Linked DNA regions of Tachysurus vachellii: region 2 is linked to region 1. Evidence: chromatin contacts called from public Hi-C data. All regions are on one chromosome and are shown on one strand. Each heading gives the region's core, a stretch centred on a gene start, on an enhancer-like site or on the middle of the called end of the contact. The rest is flanking DNA. Distances are from core to core; before and after follow the strand shown.

Region 1 (3,018 bases), core at 145-2,644:
TATGGCTTATCTCTTCATTATTCATTTCCTTATCCTCATTATTAATTTGGCTGCACCTGTCCAGTGACGGATAGTTGTGGTTCCATGATCTTTTTTCCTGCGTATTTAATAAACCGATTGTACTGAAAGATGCTGAAGGTCCTTGCTATTGCTCTGAAGCCTTTTCCATTTGACTGTTTAATAATAATCCCTGAGAAGGTCACTAAATCTCCACTATAACTATTAAAATCAAAAAACTAATTTTTGTTGTTTTATTTTTTAGTTATGTATTTTATTTAGTTTTTATTTGTTTTTTATTTTATTTGGGTTTTTTCTAGAATTTTTTTTAATGATTTTTTTTTTAATTATTTAATTGTTTAGGCAAAAGTAGGTCACAATGTAAAACTTCCTGAGATGGCATCAGGAAGAAAACTTGAGAGGAACAGGATTTAAGAGGGAAGTCATCCTCTTTTAAGTGACATCAGATACTTGAAAGAAGTCTGCTTTGTTTCATCCTTTAAAACCACCAGCTGTTGTGTTTAACATGGTATTTAACACTGGTGGTTCGATGACTCCTCTTGGTGCACAGCCACTGCTCATCTCCAGACTCTCCAGATCAGAGTGTAGCGATCATCTCAAAACCACTTCCTAGTAACCCATAGGTAAGTCGATTCCTCATTCTTCATGTGGTTTATATGTCTGAATATGTGAAGATATTCTTTTAGGTGGGTCTGTGATCCATTAAACTCGGATCCAGTGATCCAGTAGTGATCCGATTTTATTTTTATCTGTATTTTACAGTTTTTCTTTGACTATATTTTCTTCTTTATGGTTAGCATAAGAAAGTGCTAAAAATCTGATCCTTTGTATGTCAACCCTTGACCCTGACCTTGAGGATTCCAGGGCTTTAGCTGGTCAGGTTGATCGAAATGAAGATGAAGATGAAGATCTCCTGGAGATGATGCACTCCTTGTGATGGGATGCTCACACAGCCTACCATTATTGCTTTACAACAATTATCAGAAATTAAGAAACATCCTGTGCATGTATTTGTGTGTTCCTGGATGGAGAATTCAGCAATAGGCCCCCTGACACCTTGAAGGCACCTTCGATTTCTACCTGCACTTCACATTTTGACCAGCAGATGCCACTAGCGTGCACTGTGCTGAATAGTCTCAAGTAACGTTACTCCTCTTTTTCCTCTTTATCAGCTGAAAAGAAAGCTTCGTTACTTCAAAATGCATATTATTATATTATTAAAACCATAAAATCAATCCTATTACTTCGATTTCAGAGATTATTTACGATATATTTACGCATCGAGTTCAGAAATACCGACAGCGTTTAAGCGAACCAATACCTTCTTTCCGTACTCATAGGTCGAGCTGCGCTGTATCCAATCAGAATGCTTGTTATTTATCAGTCTTGCGCATGCTCACAAAGCACACGCGTTCATGTGTTCGCTACAGTGGAGGTCACAGTGAGTCGTCAGAAGCTTGGTAAGTTTTCACGTTGTGACAGAATAGAAAGCTTTCCGTCCTTAATTAAACTTTTATTATTATTAATTGCATGTGGCATAGAATAATAACAATAAGCTCTGCTGACATGAATAAAAAGGTTAAGAGATGTTTTGTTATGCTAATGGTGTAAATGTTAGCTAACACCAAGTTCGGCTAGTTACATGTCAGGCAGGTTAGCTTCAGATGGCGCGAGGCTTTATTACAAAAATGAGAGAAATTAGCTTCTTGTTTTTTTGTTTTTTATTATTATTATTATTATTATTATTATTATTATTATGTATCTTTAGTTTGTTTCCAGAATGAAGATAAACATGTGCTTTGTCCTCAGTAGAATAAGCCTCTTAATGGTGCTCACGTTTTTCTCCACAAACCTACCTTTCGTTTTCATCTACATCAGTCATGACTCTAAATGCACTTGTCTAGTCCTCCCATTAAATCAGAATCAGAAAGCGCTTTATTGCCAGGTCTGTTTTAACATGCAAGGAAACTGTTTTAGTGACAGAAGCTCCACAGTGTAACAGAATGACATATACAATATATACATTTGTATGTACTAATGTACAAGTGTGAAATGTGCAATAGAAATATAAATAGTATGAGTTGTAAGTAAATAGTGTGTGAGAATAGTGTTGTGTGTTCCGCGTATGTTAAGTGTTCATCAGATGGATTGCCTGAGGGAAGAAACTGTTCCTGTGTCTGGTCGTTCTGGTGCTCAGGGCTCTGTAGCGTCAACCAGATGGCAACAGTTCAAAGAGGGAGTGTGCTGGATGTGAAGGGTCCAGAGTGATTGTCTTTGCCCTTTTGCTCACTCTGGAGAAGTACAGGTCATGGAGAGTGGGGAGTGTTGTGCCAGTGGTTCGCTCAGCAGTCCGGACTACCCTCTGTAGTCTTCTGAGGTCAGATTTGGTAGCTGAGCTGAACCAAACAGTAATTGAGGTGTGGAGGATGGAGTCAATTATGGCAGTGTAGAACTGCAAATCCTGTGGCAGGTTGAACTTCCTCAGCTGGCGAAGGATGTACAACCTCTGCTGAGCCTTTTTCACAATGGAGTCTATGTGAATGTCACTTCAGGTCCTGGGAGATTGTGGTTCACAGGAATCTGAATGACTCCACTGCTGTAACAATGCTGTCCATGATGGTGAGTGGGGGGAGTGCAGGGGGGTTTCTCCTGAAGTCCACTATCATCTCCACTGTCTTGAGCGTGTTCAGCTCCAGGTTGTTAAGACTGCACCAGATAGACAGCCGTTCGACCTCCAGTCTGTAAGCAGACTCGTCACTGTCCTGGATGAGTCCGATCAGTGTGGTGTCATCTGCAAACTTCAGGAGCTTGACAGAGGGGTCATTAGAGGTGCAGTCGTTTGTATACAGGGAGAAGAGCAGTGGGGAGAGGACACAACCCTGAGGGGCGCCAGTGCTGATGGTGCGGGTGATGGATTTGAGTTTTCCCAGCCTGTTTTTACAGGTCTCTATCCCCATTTCTGTGAGCATCTACTTTAGCCTGACGGAGCTGGCTGAGTTT
Region 2 (3,018 bases), core at 330-2,829, 310 kb before region 1:
ATGAATGAATAATAATGGATATGATTTTTAGCGTAAAACTATGATTTTGGACAGAGCTTAGACTTAACACACAAAAAATATTGAAACATTACTATAGCAATAGCATTGCTAAAGTATTGAAGAAAACAACCCTATAAATCCAGAGGCATGGATTGGGTGTTTTTTTGAGGCAGCTCAGTGGATGCAGATAAAGTTCCAACAATGTTTGTCTTTAACTGAATCCCACCGAATAATAGACATGATAAAATATGGTACAAACTTTTCGAGTGGGAAAATGTACATGTATGCGCTTGGATATGAACGTGTTGGATGATGTTAAATCAAAGTACAAAGACGAACAAGACGGTTTCATGACGATCCATAACGAAAGCTTGTGTGAAGCTTTAGGAAGGTTAAAATCAGGATATTTAATCATGTTACACTTTTAACCATTTAAAAACATACACAAGTTTTCAAGAGCTTTTCAACTGAGTTGAATTCTGAACTGAAAGTATTGTGAAGTAGTTTACTTGAGTTTGGACACATTTTATGTCAAAAATCTTATTTGATTTTTCGACTCTTGGTCTTTACAAACTAATTTGCATTTTATTAACAAGTCATAGAATTGTAATTGTTATTTATTTTCAAATCATTTTCAATTTAAAGCCCAATGACTCAGACACTTTTAAAGCATTTTGTTTATTTTCACATTCGTAATTTTACATACTAATGCAAAAATAAAATGGTTTTACATTAATTTACTAGCCAGTGGTCCACATTGGACTACTAGAATGCTCTGATTCAATAAAAATCATTAAGTGCAAGTAAATTCAGTGGTTGAAGTGGCTTGTAATGTCACTGTAAGCAAGTTAAGCTAGTGGGTCAGTTTAGTTACAGAGGAGAAGGTTGTGTGTTCAAATCCCAGCACCACAATACTGCAATCTTCGTGTCCTTTTAAACAAGGCCCTTAACCTTCACATGAGTTGAACTGCATCAAAAAGTCTTAGCCAAATGATCAGATCTACAGGATTATTGTGTTCTTTTGTGCTATGTATAGATGTCTAGAAGTTTACTGTAAATCCATGTTGTTTGCTGTTTGCTCTACATTTTTACACTGCATGCAGGGATGTAAGTCAGTTCTACAAAATGAAATCAAATCTGTGATTGATAGATGATCATGAAAAATCTGACCCTCACCCAGAAGCTCAGATGAACAACATCCTGAACCCTGTTTAAAGTCAAGCTCCGAGGAAGCATTTTTATTTAAATGATCTTAACTTTAATCCACAACAAAGTTCATGCGTAATTCCTGAGTTCATTCAAGATCAAAAATGGCTCTCGGTGTTCGCGCACACACCGCGTTACCGATACAAGACCCGAGATCTCAGAAAGTGGAGCTGAACAACTCACCAAATGCTCCACGCTGCGCTGCGGATTTCAGCCAAACGCCGCACAACAGAAGCGTAAAGGCGAAGATTCGGGAAATCCGCGGCGGCGGCATTCTTACAGCAACATCACAGAAGTGCCCGAGGCGCCCATTCGTCCATGTTTACTTCTCTGGATGAGGCACAGAGAAGTGCTGGTCCGGAGATGCCCACTCTGCCCCCTTCCCTTCCCTTCCCTTCCCTTCCCTTCCTTTCCTTTCCCTTCCTTTCTCCGCGCCTCTATTGTCCTGTGCGGGGAGGGAGGTTGTGCGCGCGCAGACGTTCAGGAGCAGGCAGGCGCGCTCCCGTACTCTCACGCGCCCTCTGCTGTTAAATTCCTAATTGTTTTAATAGCTTTACTGTCTAATTTATACAGTACATTCTTCTTATGTGAAATTAATCCGAGTTATTTTATTGTACAGTAAAACGAATACGAACCTTTTTTGAAATATACAAGGCTCAGCTAACTTACTTGGTAGCTTAATGGTTAAGGCACTGGACTCCCAATCAAAAGGTTGTGAGTTCGAGTCCCACGACTGACAGGCTGACACTGTTGGGCCCCTGAGTAAGGCCCTTAACCCTCAGGGCACACATTACACACACTCAAATGTAAGTCGCTCTGGATGAGAGCGTGCGTATGCTCAATGCTATAAATGTAACTTAAAGGTGTGAGAAGTTTTTCGCTGTGCATGTAGAACCTTATATAGGGTTTTCATGGTTGAAGATAACACCTTCATGTTTTAGTTGCTAATGAATCTCTACACCATTTACTTTGAAGATATCAACATTTGTGTGAGTGTGTGCTACTCCCTAAGTCATAAGAGCTATTAACCACTACTGGGGAGTGACATGACAAAAATTCAGTAGTGTCATTTTATCGGCCTTGTATATAAAAAGATATACAATTTCATACGATACACATAATGACATTTCATGTAAGTGTGCAGTTTTCCCTTCATTATTACAAGTAACAAATATATATGAGTGTAATATTAAAAAAAATGTATATGTAAAGTGTGAATATTAATATTAATATGAAAATGTTTTTAAAAACAATGACTTGGAAAATTGAGTTCAATATTGTTTTATTGGTTGTTCTGTGAGAAGAGTTACTGTTACCATCACAAAGTTGATTATTTTCAAGTAACAGCACATCCTGAAGTGTTTCATTCTTGTTATACTACATCAGTTTGCCAACACTAACTAATTTAGCCTCTGACTATTATTACAGACTCAAAAACATAAAAAAAAAACCCAAAACATGTCCACCATACTGCATATGTTGTTATTACTAAAATGCATTACAATGATCACATTGATATAAATCTGTGATTTGCATTGGGATTATATCTACTGTCTGAGCTGAGGGTATAGAAATTTAATGAATTAAGATTCTGACGAATCAGAATGGAGAATTCAGCAACATCGTGGGGAAAAAACTTGGCAACATGCAGGGTTCACACACTTTTGAACAGCAGCCCACACATTACACAATAAAATGTACCATTTGGTAAAAAGCTTAGTATTTTCTTTAATCATTTTCAGGACTAGTGTTTGAGACATCTGCATATTGTGATTCTTCTTCTCTCAGCTTATGACTTGTGTCGTCGCTGTC

The links. A called contact is a pair of places that touch in the nucleus more often than the background predicts.
Region 2: a contact with region 1 is called in a Hi-C map of blood, with 6 times the contacts expected there. The contact joins the promoter of fam171a2a here to the promoter of phb in region 1. A contact is called at or near these places in 2 of 3 Hi-C or Micro-C datasets (blood and muscle).

The regions. Positions count from the first base shown.
Region 1 is chr18:6,556,479-6,559,496 of HZAU_Pvac_v1, reverse strand. phb (prohibitin) reads left to right here and starts at 1,394. Exons shown (of 7, transcript XM_060892702.1): 1 at 1,394-1,478.
Region 2 is chr18:6,864,821-6,867,838 of HZAU_Pvac_v1, reverse strand. It overlaps fam171a2a (family with sequence similarity 171 member A2a), which reads right to left and starts at 1,579. Exons shown (of 8, transcript XM_060893226.1): 1 at 1,390-1,579. The coding sequence starts at 1,480. It overlaps itga2b (integrin, alpha 2b), which reads right to left. Exons shown (of 30, transcript XM_060892820.1): 30 at 2,472-3,018. The coding sequence ends at 2,935.